2 separate regions of the Ovis aries genome follow, and region 2 is linked to region 1. Evidence: chromatin contacts called from public Hi-C data. All regions are on one chromosome and are shown on one strand. The core of a region is the stretch at or near the end of the contact, and the rest is flanking DNA. Distances in the headings are between cores, read along the strand shown. Region 1 has its middle 270 kb from the start of FAM43A. Region 2 holds the start of FAM43A (family with sequence similarity 43 member A).

What was found. Hi-C and Micro-C count contacts between places; a contact is called where the count stands out from the background.
Region 2: a contact with region 1 is called in a Hi-C map of tail adipose tissue, with 3 times the contacts expected there. The contact joins the promoter of FAM43A here to the enhancer-like site in region 1. A contact is called at or near these places in 2 of 16 Hi-C or Micro-C datasets (muscle and tail adipose tissue).

The regions. Positions count from the first base shown.
Region 1 is chr1:193,419,417-193,425,522 of ARS-UI_Ramb_v3.0, reverse strand. No RefSeq gene overlaps it. Among named protein-coding and RNA genes, the nearest start is that of FAM43A, 270 kb to the left of the region's middle. Within about 2 kb of position 1,987, at least 29 of the 54 cell types and tissues checked have an H3K27ac peak or open chromatin away from gene starts, as enhancers often do. A contact at or near this core is called in muscle and tail adipose tissue, where this site is marked.
Region 2 is chr1:193,684,009-193,689,888 of ARS-UI_Ramb_v3.0, reverse strand. FAM43A (family with sequence similarity 43 member A) reads left to right here and starts at 1,914. Exons shown (of 1, transcript XM_012108037.4): 1 at 1,914-4,938. The coding sequence starts at 2,844. The coding sequence ends at 4,109.

The DNA.
Region 1 (6,106 bases), core at 738-3,237:
GACCGCAGGAACAAGGTCAGCAGCCTGGATTCAGAAGCCTCTCCACCCACCAGCCCCACTGCCCAGTTGCAAAGAAGGGCCCTCCAGAGAGTGGCCAATCAGCAAACCTGTCCACCAGCATTAAGCATCGCAGGTAGACACACAGCCAAGCAGATGGAGGGAGACATGCTGACCGTGCTGAGGGACTGCTCTGGAAAATGTCGGTCTCCATCCCAGCCCCAGTGTTTCAAGTCGCCAGGCACTGGAATCTTCCCCAAGAGTGGCTCATTCCAAAAAAGAAAAGAGAGGAAAAGCACAGCCCGAACCATTCCTCATCTGGGGGCTGCATTCAACAAAGGAAACTGCAGTTCTTAAGGAAGCAGGTGCTCTCTGGCTGGGATGACGCCAAGCAGATCCCGGAAGCCCCATCAGTCCTCAGGAGCAGTTAGCCTCCCTTTGGGACACCTGGTTCATTGCTGATCTCTCCCTTGGCTGAGAAAGACGGCTCTGTACTATGATCTCCTCCACCTGCCTGCCAGGGTCCCTCTCTGGGAAATGTCAAGTCTGCCACCACTTATGCCCCTTCCTCAGCTCACAGCCATACCTAGGCCACACTGCCACGGCAGGCCCTCCTAACACTCATCTAGCCTTGACTGTGGTCTCCAGACACCACTACCCCCATATCCTCTGGGCACAATACCACCAGAGAAAAATTAGACACAGCCTCTACCTTGAAAGAACTCAAGATTAGTGAGGGAGATAAACTTGTACACAGAAACCTTAGTAGAGGCCAGGCGTGATAAGGGCTATAATGGAGCTAAAGCTACCATTTATTATGGGAGTGTTTTCTCTGTATGGAGCACTGGCCCATTCCCATTTCCCACATGGCCCTGTCAAGTCTTTGAGGGTCCTTTACCCCCATGGGGCCTGTCCCCTTGCTGTCCTTCCCTACAGCAGCTGGAGGCTAGGAGGCTCAGGTCTTCACCTGAAAAGTCTGGCTCACATGTTCAGCGGATCTGGAATTCACTGGGAGCCAGGAGATGGTTCTCACCTGTCCTGCTTCCTCAGGGTTGATGCAGAGCCCCCTTTCCACCTCAGCTTCTCCCATCTCCTCACCATGGGGCCCTGCTTCATCCTGTAGAGATCCCAGGACCCCTGCCCAGCAAGTCCCAGTTGTCTTGGATATTTGCTTTTCTCTCAGTTAAACAGATCTCTGTCTTGCTGATACTGACTGCATCTCAAAGCCTAACTATGATGCTGAATTATCACTCCTTTTAAGAACAGGGATAGGGGAGGGGAACTGGAGGAAGGGGAGATATACATGGATGGAGAGGACCAAGACTTTCCTCTTGCTTCTTGGTGCTGAGAATAAAAGACTGAAGGGGGAGTTCTGGGGAAACTGGGGCTCAGAATGGTCCAATAACCTGCCCAAACTCACATATCTAACTCATGGTGAGGCGGGGACCCTACTTCTGACTTTATCAGAAAGTAGGTGAGAATGAGAAATTGGTGGGGCGGGGGTGGGTGGGAGAGGTGGGCTCATCAACCAGGCTGGGCAGAGCCTACCCCAAGCTGCTCACGGTGGGGGTTTAACTCACTCCCTCCCTGGTCCATGCAGGACTCCAGCAAGAACCTAGAATCACACCCCAGGGGAAGACAGGCAGGAACTCTAAAGGCTGAGCAGGGCGGGCTGCAGAGTTGCCCCAGGACCCACTTACCCTGGCCTCCTGCCATACACTTACTAGGGCCAGCTCAGCCCAGGCAGGGTTCCAGGCCCTGAGAAGGACACAGATACATCAGACATGCCCCTGACCTCTAGGAGTTCACAGCCTCCTGAGGGACACAGATTGCTACTCTGGAAGCCACACCACCCAGAAAGCCTGCAGTAAGACACCGGGGTCAGTTGTCAAGTCACTGTTCTGGGCCCGAGCCAGGATTCCATGCCCTCCCTCACATGGCTTTGCCGGCTAGCGCTGTGTAAGCTATGGCGATAGGGGGCGCAAGAAGGCCCCTACGGGCTGGAGGCGGAGAGCCGGCTTACTCTTTCCTGTTTGTTCCCCGTCTGCTTCCTGCAGGCTTCCTGTTTCCGTGAACACCATCCCACCGCTATTCTTCCCCCGGCCCCAGCCAAGGCCAAACTGGAACAGCAGCTGACTCCAGTTTGCAGCTTTTCCAGCTCCTGCAGAACCCGTTTCACCCCACCCTGACCGCCAAGAGACAATGTTAACAGCCAGCTGGCGCCCCTACTGGGAAGGTCTGGTTCCAGGCACGCGGCCCTCCTTCCTCCCAAGTATGAGTTCCAGCTCTGCAGAGCTCCTCCTCTGTGCTTTGCTCCTTCAGCCAGGGGAATGGTGGCTGATTCCTGAAGTTGCCACCACTGTCGTCCTTGGGGGGCGGGGGGGGGTCTCCTTTTTCAGTTATCTAGTTAATTTTATACCCAACGGTTCTGTCTGTCAAGTTCTTTCTGTTCTTGTTACAGTATGTGTGTGTGTGTGTGTGTGTGTGTGTGTGTGCCCTGCTCAGTCATGTCCCGGCTCTTTGTGACCTCATGGACTGTAGCCTATCAGGTTCCTCTGTCCATGGAATTTTCCAGGCAACAGTACTGGAGTGGATTGCCCATTTCCTCCTCCAGGGAAACTCCGGGACTCAGGGATCATACGTGCATCCCTTACAGTCTCCTGCATTGGCAGGGGGATTCTTTACCATTGCTCAACCTGGATAGTGGGTTTCTGTTGTTTTGATCTCTCACAATATTCCTCTGACCTCACTCTGATAACAATATCCCCTCATTTACGAAAATGCTACACACACACACAGACACACACACACAGACACACAGACACACACACACCACCACCACCACCACCACCACCACCACCACCACTACCACCACCACCACCACTACCACCACCACCCCCAACCCCACCCCACCCCCTTGTTCCATGGGATTTGACTGCCAGTGGCTACAACCCTGCTGCCCTAACCTGGCCTGGATATGGTGTAGGTCCCAGAGGTGGATATGTGGCCTAAGCCAGCCAATTAGAGCCTCTCCTGAGACTTGTGTACACTGAAGTTCTTTCTTTTAGGGCCACTAACAGGAGTGGTTTCAGCTGGGTTGTCTGCAGCCATGCAGACTCCTCTCCCCCGACTCCCATGCCAAATATTTCTATTTGTAATAGAAAAAATAAAAAAGAAGACAAATTACAAAGAGAGAAAAGTGATTGGGCACTGAAGGATATCAGCCCTGCGATTTCTTTGGTGGGAATGATGCTGAAGTTGAAACTCCAGTACTTTGGCCACCTCATGCGAAGAGTTGACTCATTGGAAAAGACTCTGATGCTAGGAGGGATTGGGGGCAGGAGGAGAAGGGAACGACATAGGATGAGATGGCTGGATGGCATCACGGACTCGATGGACATGAGTCTGAGTGAACTCCAGGAGTTGGTGATGGACAGGGAGGCCTGGCGTGCTGCAGTTCACAGGGTTGCAAAGAGTTGGACACGACGGAGCGACTGAACTGAACTGAACTGTTGAAAGAAAGCTGACATCATTGAGCCTGCAATCCAGACACCTAATGTCCATTTTACCCCTGTCTTTCCCAGTTTCCTGAGTCCAAAATTCCACTTCGTATTAAAGCAAGTGTGAGTTGGGTTTCTGTCACGTTCTACTGAAAGAGCCCTGACTAATATGGCTGAGGAAAAACTCCTCAGAAGTGAGTTGTCTAGAATCAGGGTGAGTCAGGACCTTGTCTGGTGGGATTCCTCACCAGGTATAGCAAACCCTGTGCAACATCTCCACCACACAACAGCCCCGAAGACACCAGAAGACAGCTTGCCTGTCCCTCTGGACAGAAGCAAAGAAGCTCAGGAGAATAAAACTAACCAGAGCACAAAAAGTTCTAATGGAGATTCCGTTTATGAAGTGCCTAGTTGTTTAGTCAACCATAGCTGAGCCAGGACCCAGCTGAAGAAGCAAAATCTAAGAGGAATTTAGGCAACGAAAGAGTCAAGAGTACAGTCCAACTTCCACCCTAAGGTCCTGAGCATAATTCTGCACTATACTGTTTTTCTCCCTCCCAGATTTGTGGAAAAAATATGTAGACAATATGTGTAGTGTAATTCTATGGTTAAATAAGTATTCCTTCTTTCTGTTCGTGCATGCCAAGTCTCTTCAGTTGTGTCCAACTCTTTGCGACCCCATGGGCTGTAGCCTGCCAGGCTCCTCTGTCCATGGGATTCTCCAGGGAAGAATACTGGAGTGGGTTGCCATGCCCTCCTCTAGGGGGGTCTTCCCAACCCAGGGATCAAAATCGGGTCCCCTGCATTGCAGACAGATTCTTTACCAACTGAGCCACCAGGGAAGCCCTCTTTTTGGGAATGTTGGGCTTCAAAGCTTGCTGAGATCAAAACAATGCTAATCCAGAAACTTTCCCCCTTCCTGTAGGACTGGGTCACAGGGACCTTAAAGACCATTTAGTCCACTGCTACCCCTCCTCACTCCCATCCCCAGAGAAGGAAACAGCCTCATCACTGAATCACACACCTAGTGACCCTCTAGGTCAGAAACAGTGCTCAGGTCTCCTCTCATAATGTCAGGGGTCTGACTGAACAGAAACCTCACAAAACTCAGAGGCTTTGCAGCCGCCACCTCTCGGTGTCAGTCTGACAGGATTTCCTGCAAGGTCCTTCTAGGAGGAACAGGGTAGCTGAGGGCCCTGGGTAGGCCTGCAAGGCCATCCTCTCCAGCTGTGGTCATTTGTATGGGGTTTCCCAAGAACAGGAGCTTCTGCCAGCTATATTTGCAAATTTCTTCTCTGCACTAGATATTCAAACAAAAACACAGCTAAATCGCACCAATTTGCTAACTCCAGCTTACACCCCACAGGGCATATGATAATGGGAAAGAGCCCTGAGCCAGCAGCCGAAACTAAGGCTCTAGGTGGACAATTTGGGGTGAGTCATTTAGCTTCCCTGGGCTTGTGCTTCCCCATTTGACACACAGTGGGAAAAGGCATGCCTCCTACTCTTTCTGCTTCCTTGGGTGATGGTCTCCAGCTCTCATCCTCAGGCACTGTCCTGACCCTGCCAGCTCCTGAGTCAGTGCCCCCTTCCCCAGGGATTAGAGGAACAGTGCCCATCACAGGGTTTGGGTTTCTAGGAGTGTTGGGGGTGGGGAGCATTGCTGCCTGGGATTCACTTGAGAGGCCTGTGGGAAGCAATCACTCACCTTCACTCCTGTTTTCTGAATCACAGAAAATGTAGCTCTTGGGTTTTCCCAGTCAGCCCGGCATCTTCAGTCACCTTGCTGACTACAGGTAAGAGTCAAGAGATCAGGGTGGATCTCCAAGGGCTTGAGAAGCAGACTCATCCCTGCTCTGCTGTGAATTTCCTTCACGGCTAGATTCATCTTTGCTTGTGTCTCAGTTTCAAACTTGAGAATCACAAAAACCCAGCAGATCAGAGCTAGGAGGAGAGCTCTGATTTTAGCCTCCTTGGTCCCAGTTCATCTCATAGGTGAGGACTAGGAAGCCAGAGGGGAGAGGATGCTCTTCACAATACCTAGAAACTGCAAATTTATTTCATCAATTTATGAAAAATAGTTCTCACACAACTTGTCATACCAATCCTTACTGTTAAATCTATCAACCCAGTCAGACTTACTTTCTATCTGAAAAGTGATGGGCACTTCAAGGAATACCATACAATCTAATGGAAAATAAATTTGGGGAGAAATCTCATAAGATAATGTTCTAAAAATAGTCAAGCCAAGATTTACATGGTTTTGACCTGATAATCTATTTTATAAATTATAAAAACAAAATCATAGCTTAATTTGTGGTTACTGATGACTTAATTTGTAAATTTTATAAATAATTTTTGTAATGTGAAGCCTAAATTACTAGCTTTTCAGTAGGTTAGGAGTTTGATTAAAAAACAACCTTATTCTTTGAACTCTGGTGTTGGTTTGGGGAATGAGTTAAAGAAATAATTCCATTCACTTCATCGCACATTGTGATCAAATTGTTCTATGTATTCAATGAAAAAGAAAAGATAAGTGCAACTAAAAAATAATTGACCCACAGTTGGCATACTAAATGAGAGGTAGAAAATCTGAACATTTTACAAGA
Region 2 (5,880 bases), core at 665-3,164, 260 kb before region 1:
ACTCTTAACCACTGAACCACCAGGAGAGTTCTCCCGTTTCATTGTTATTAAATGCCAGCCTCAACTGCACATGTGCATTTTTATGTTCTATGTTTGCTATATCTGGAAAGCCCTTTAACTCTTTCCGGCTTGGGGATGTCTCATTCATTCTAAACATAACCACCTCTGTGGAACCTTCTTTGATTTTCCTAGTCACAAAGACTCTTTTCTTCTCCAGCTTCTCAGAGTACTCTGGGATCTTCGCAGGGCATTTGATCCACTCCGTCTTCTTGTTTACATGCATGTTCCATTCATTCATTCAACAATTAAGTGGTGCCAGGCACTGAGGCAGACAGGGTGCTCTCATAGAATTTACGTTCCAGCAGAAGCCCAGAGTTGGGTGAAGTTTATATCCTTCACTGGACTGGGAGTTTCTTGAAGACAGGAATTAGGTCTGTAAGATCCCAGTTCAGGGCCTGGTACCAAAAGGTACTCAGGAAAGTTAGTTAAACTGAAATTCAGTACCCATGACTCTAGCAAATTGAGTCGTGGCTCAGCTGGTAAAGAATCTGCCTGCAATGCGGGAGACCTGGGTTCGATCCCTGGGTTGGGAAGATCCCTGGAGAAGGAAAAGGCTACCGACTCCAGTATTCTGGCCTGGAGAATTCCATGGACATACAGTGAGTGCATGAGGTCGCAAAGAGTTGGACACAACTGAGTGAATTTCACTTACTTTCAAAGAAAGGTTAAAAGTTAGCAAAAATAGAGGGCCAGAGAATCCCCAGGAGGGATTATGGTTGTACTGAGATCAGGACCTGGCACGGAAGCCAGAAACATCCAGATCCCCAGAAGCCTGGGCCTGGAGAGTGGGAGGGTCTATTGTTCTCCTGTGGGATGAATTTGGGTGTTCCATGCAGGGTTATCAGGACAATTATTACACATTCCCGCTACAAGGGGTTTTGCTTTGAGTGAGTAGACCGTAGAGGAAAGCTGGGCCCAGAAATGAGTTACTAACCAAGGGTCAAGCCAGCCAGATGATTAAAGCGACAGTGTCAAGCTGGCACAAGAGAATGATTAATGTTAATCATTCTCATGGAGGGTGGGTGGGCATTATTTGAAACAAATAAAAGTCATTTGAATTTTTACTAGGAATTTTCATTCATAATGTGATAGTGATGTAATAAAACTAAATGACTGGCAAGCCAAAGTAAACTGAGTTCTTCACCCCACACCAGGTTTATTTAGAAACTGTATATATCTCAGAAAAGTGCTCTCCCGCTTAGGCCCTGACAGAAGGCAGGGCCACTGCTGGGAGTTAGGAGCTTATTTATCAAATACATACTTTAGTGTTCACTCCAACCATCTTATTACCACTCATCTCTCTTTTCACTATCTGCTCTTCACCTGTGGAGAAAGGGCTCCAAGAAAGTGAAAGATGTTTTCTCTGCCCTTCTTTATTTTCTTTGAAAGAATAAAATTCTGCGGAAAAAAATAGCACCCAGTCATTCTCAGAAAGCTCTCACACACAGAAAGAATTACTATTTCCCCAACCTTTTTTGCATATTAGAGTGTAAATCCCACCTTCCACCGCCTCCCCCAGAAGTTTCGATGGAGACATACATTTATTTAGTGAGTTGCAATTCAGCCTGGGGGTGGAGTGTCAGAATTCAAGTTGCTTTTCCTGCGGGGTAACCCCAGGTCTTGGAGATTTCTGTAGATATAGGGGATATTGGTAAATTTGGGATGAAATTGCCAGACTGGAGCGGTCTCCCCTTTCCCCCAACCAATGGCTGCAACCAGATCCCTTTAAGAGATTGGCAAACCGCGAGGCGTCCAAGCCTGAAACAGATCCTTGTCTCTGCTCCTCCCCTGTCCCCGCGCGGCGAATGGTTTGTGCCGGCCTATATTTACCCGAGATCTTCCTCTCGGACGGCAAGGATGTGAGGCTGGCGAGGCAGCTACCGCTCGTAGCACCGGAGAGGGCGCGCTGCAAAGGCTGGCAGCCGAGCCAGGGTATCCCGGGAGCCGAGTCAGACACCCTCCGGAGAAAAGAAATGAGGTAGCGACCGTCCCGGGAGCCGACCATGCGCACGCCTGGCCCTCGGAGCCCCGCGCTGCCCCCGCCGAGCCAGCCCTAACAGTGAGCCGCGGAGCCCAAGTCCTCGGCGTCCTGCCTGTGGGAAGATGCAGTGAGCCACGGGGGGATTGCTGCGCGGGGCCCGCCGCGGCCATCCGGACCCACCATCCGAGCGCACTTGGAGCAAGCAACTGCTTCTGGGACCCGCTCAACCAAGGGGCTCTCTGCCTCCAGCACCCCTTGGAGGTGGGGAGTAGCGACCCCTGGGTACACTCGCGGTTGAGTTTCCGCGGTTTCTGGCCCTAGCGACTGTGTGTGTGTGTGAGAGGGGGGCCCTTATTCACCTTCGCCGAGGAGTTCCTGCGTATTCTCGCACCACCCCGGCTGCTTTTTCTGGGGGCTTTTTCATTTATTTGCACGCGCACATCTCTTTTTTTCTAAAGACGTTTTCCGCCCCACTCTTGTGCTGTCTTTCTCTCATTTTGCCTGCTTAAGACTCTGCCCTGATCCTGCTCAGGCTGGGGTAAATCTGTGTGCTCCTTCCCTCCTCCCCCTTGCAGTTAAATCTTAAAAAAAAAAAGAAAGAAATTCGACCCCTACCTCTTTTGCTGGGTTTTCGAGCCTTATACACCCCCATTCCCCCGCCCCCACTCCTGATTGGGCCACTCCCAGCAGTTTTATTTTTCGGTCTTGCCCGGGCCGAGCCCGGCCGGGGCGGGTGGCTCAGCCGGGCTCTCAACCGGCGCTCCGCCGCCGCCGCCCAGCTGCGCGGGGGCACCCTCCGGAGATGCTGCCGTGGAAGAAGCACAAGTTCGAGCTGCTGGCCGAGGCGCCGCCACGGCAGGCGTCCAAGCCCAAGGGCTACGCGGTGAGCCTGCACTACTCGGCGCTCAGCTCGCTAGCGAGGGCGTGCCCCGAAGGCGCGCTCAGCCGGGTGGGCAGCATGTTCCGCTCCAAGCGCAAGAAACTGCACATCACCAGCGAGGACCCCACTTATACTGTGCTCTACCTGGGCAATGCCACCACCATCCAGGCGCGCGGCGACGGCTGCACCGACCTAGCGGTGGGCAAGATCTGGAGCAAGAGCGAGGCGGGCCGTCAGGGCACCAAGATGAAGCTGACTGTGAGTGCGCAGGGTATCCGCATGGTGCACGCCGAGGAGCGCGCGCTGCGGCGTCCTGGCCACCTGTACCTGCTGCACCGCGTTACCTACTGTGTGGCGGACGCGCGACTGCCCAAGGTCTTCGCCTGGGTGTACCGGCACGAGCTCAAGCACAAGGCGGTCATGCTGCGCTGTCACGCGGTACTCGTGTCGAAGCCCGAGAAGGCGCAGGCCATGGCCCTGCTGCTCTACCAGACGTCGGCCAATGCTCTGGCGGAATTTAAACGGCTCAAGCGGCGGGACGATGCGCGTCACCAGCAGCAGGAGCTGGTTGGCGCTCACACCATCCCGCTAGTGCCGCTGCGCAAGCTGCTCCTGCACGGACCCTGCTGCTACAAACCGCCGGTGGAGCGCAGCCGAAGTGCGCCCAAGCTCGGCTCCATCACCGAGGACCTGCTCGGCGAACAGCAGGAGCAGGAGCTGCAGGAGGAAGAGGAAGAGGAGCACGCGGAGGGTTGCCCCGAGGAGGAGGACCGAGCTGGGGAGGGAGAGCCGGCAGAGCCAGAGGCCGAAGCGAAGCGGGCGCTGGTGGTGGCCATGCACTTCGAATGCGGGGACTTGCTGGACACGCTGGAGAGTGGCCACGAGGAGGCGCTAGGGGGCGGCGGGGTCTCGCCGGGCCTTGAGGCTGGGTCGCCTCTGCTGCTGGGCAACACCTCCGACATGAGGGCCGAGCTTTCGCAGCTTATTAACGACCTGGGCGAGCTCAGCTTTGGCAACGACGTGCGCAGCCTGCAGGCGGACTTGCGGGTGACGCGCCTGCTGTCGGGCGAGAGCACGGGTAGCGAGAGCTCCATTGAAGGAGGGGGCCCGGATGCCAACACTGCCACCGCCGGGGACCCATCCGGCCCTGCGGACTGCGCCAGCCCAGACGAGCCCCACTCGGGCTGAGCTCCCAGCAATGTCCTGTGCGCACCCCTGGCGCCCGATCGTGACCCCGACGCGTCTCTCCACCACTTCCTTACCTCCCGACCTGGCCCAGGAAAGGGGAAATGGGACACTTGAGGCCCAGACCCTCCCTCTCTACACCCATACAAATGGCTGTGTTTGAAGCGGGGCTCAGATTGCAAGTGGAGATACGGGGGAGGGGAACCCTACAAGGAAGGGGAAAGAGGTCGCCATCTGGGGTCTGGGGAAGGGAAAGGCCGCTGGTGTTAGCAAGTTTCCTGTTTGTGGGGCAGCTGGGGCCTGAGGAGGAGGGGTTAACTTCCTCCCCCACCGGCCATCTGGGAGGGCCTAGCGTTGTCATTGACATGGCAGTTTTTGTGTGTGTGTGTGTGTTTTTTTTAATTGCTTTCACAGTGTTTGAGGCTTTAATGCCACCTCCTTGGACCCAGTCTTTTTGGTGCGAGAGCTTGGGTTGTTTACCTCAGACTCAGACCCTTGAAATTCTGCCAAATTCCTCAAATAACTAGTGGGGAAGGGAGAGGGGTGAAAGAAAGTCGCATTTTGTTTACAGTTATTGACATCCAATACCTAGAAAAAGTTTTCCTTAAGAAACACACACACCTTGCTCCTGCTCAAAAGATCTCACTCCGTGATACTGTGTAAAATATTTTTGCACTGTTGTGAAGTATTTTTGACATCTTTTTGGTTTCCTTGTACATAACTGTGTTCTCAGAGTCCAATGTTTATATCTTTTGCTGTGCAAAAGGGACATGTAAAATTTTGTTCAGTTGTATATACAGAAATGTGTATAAAACATTTTGTTATTTTTTAAGAGTAGCCGTGCTCTGGTTCTGTTTGCACGCCAGTGGGGAAGAGAATAAAGAGGAAAATTGAACAGAACAGGTGAGCATCCAAAGCTGCTTCAGAACATGCTTGGCCATGGGGGTGGGCGGGAGAGGGTGTGACGATGACTAGGATAGGGTTGGGAGGCTCATCTTTGTCCTTCGAAGGGCTTGGAGGTGATTGAGAAGGGGGAACCTGCTTTTTGCGTAGTCTGGGGCCTTTCTTGTCCTCTGAAACTCTGGGTACCGCAGCTAGGTCCGGATTCTTCGCTTATTCAGTTCTATAAGCATCAGCTGTTTTGACCTCTTTGAGGCAATTCTTGGAGATGCCGGGTCCTCACTGCCAGACCTGTGAGATGATTTAGGGAGGGGTAACTTTCAAGGTCTTCTAGGGTTTTACCACCTCCTGTGGTTCACCTTTTCCTTCCCAAACAGCTCAAGGAGCTGTAAAGATGAGAATTAGAGAATGGATGGAAGTCCCTATGAGGTTCTCTTAAGGAGTGGGAGCATCTCTGTTTTTCCTGAAAGGAAAAGCAAGGAGAAAGGAAAGTTAAGTTCTAGTCATGGCTTGAATGAGTCACAGTGCAGGTGGAGTGGGGTGGGGAGCAGGTGGAAAAGCCCATTTTCTTTCCTTCTACAACCCAGCCTGACCCAGTGGGAGAGTGGTTTGGAGGTCAAGGCAGAGGACTGCTCAGTCTGTGTGTGTGTCTTAGCGTTTTCATGCTTGCTCTGTGTTTGTTTCTGTTGTAAACTCCAAACAGATGTCTCGAGTTTGGCTGCACCCGATCAGCTGGAAGCTGTAATAAGATGCTGCCAAAACTGTGCCTTCTGCAAATTGTTTTTTTCCCTTTGCCCCTGTGGGCCCTTTTTTCCTATGTTGTAGAAATTGATTGCTCTCTTGGCCTTCCCTGCTGTCCTGAGGCCCTTGGTTT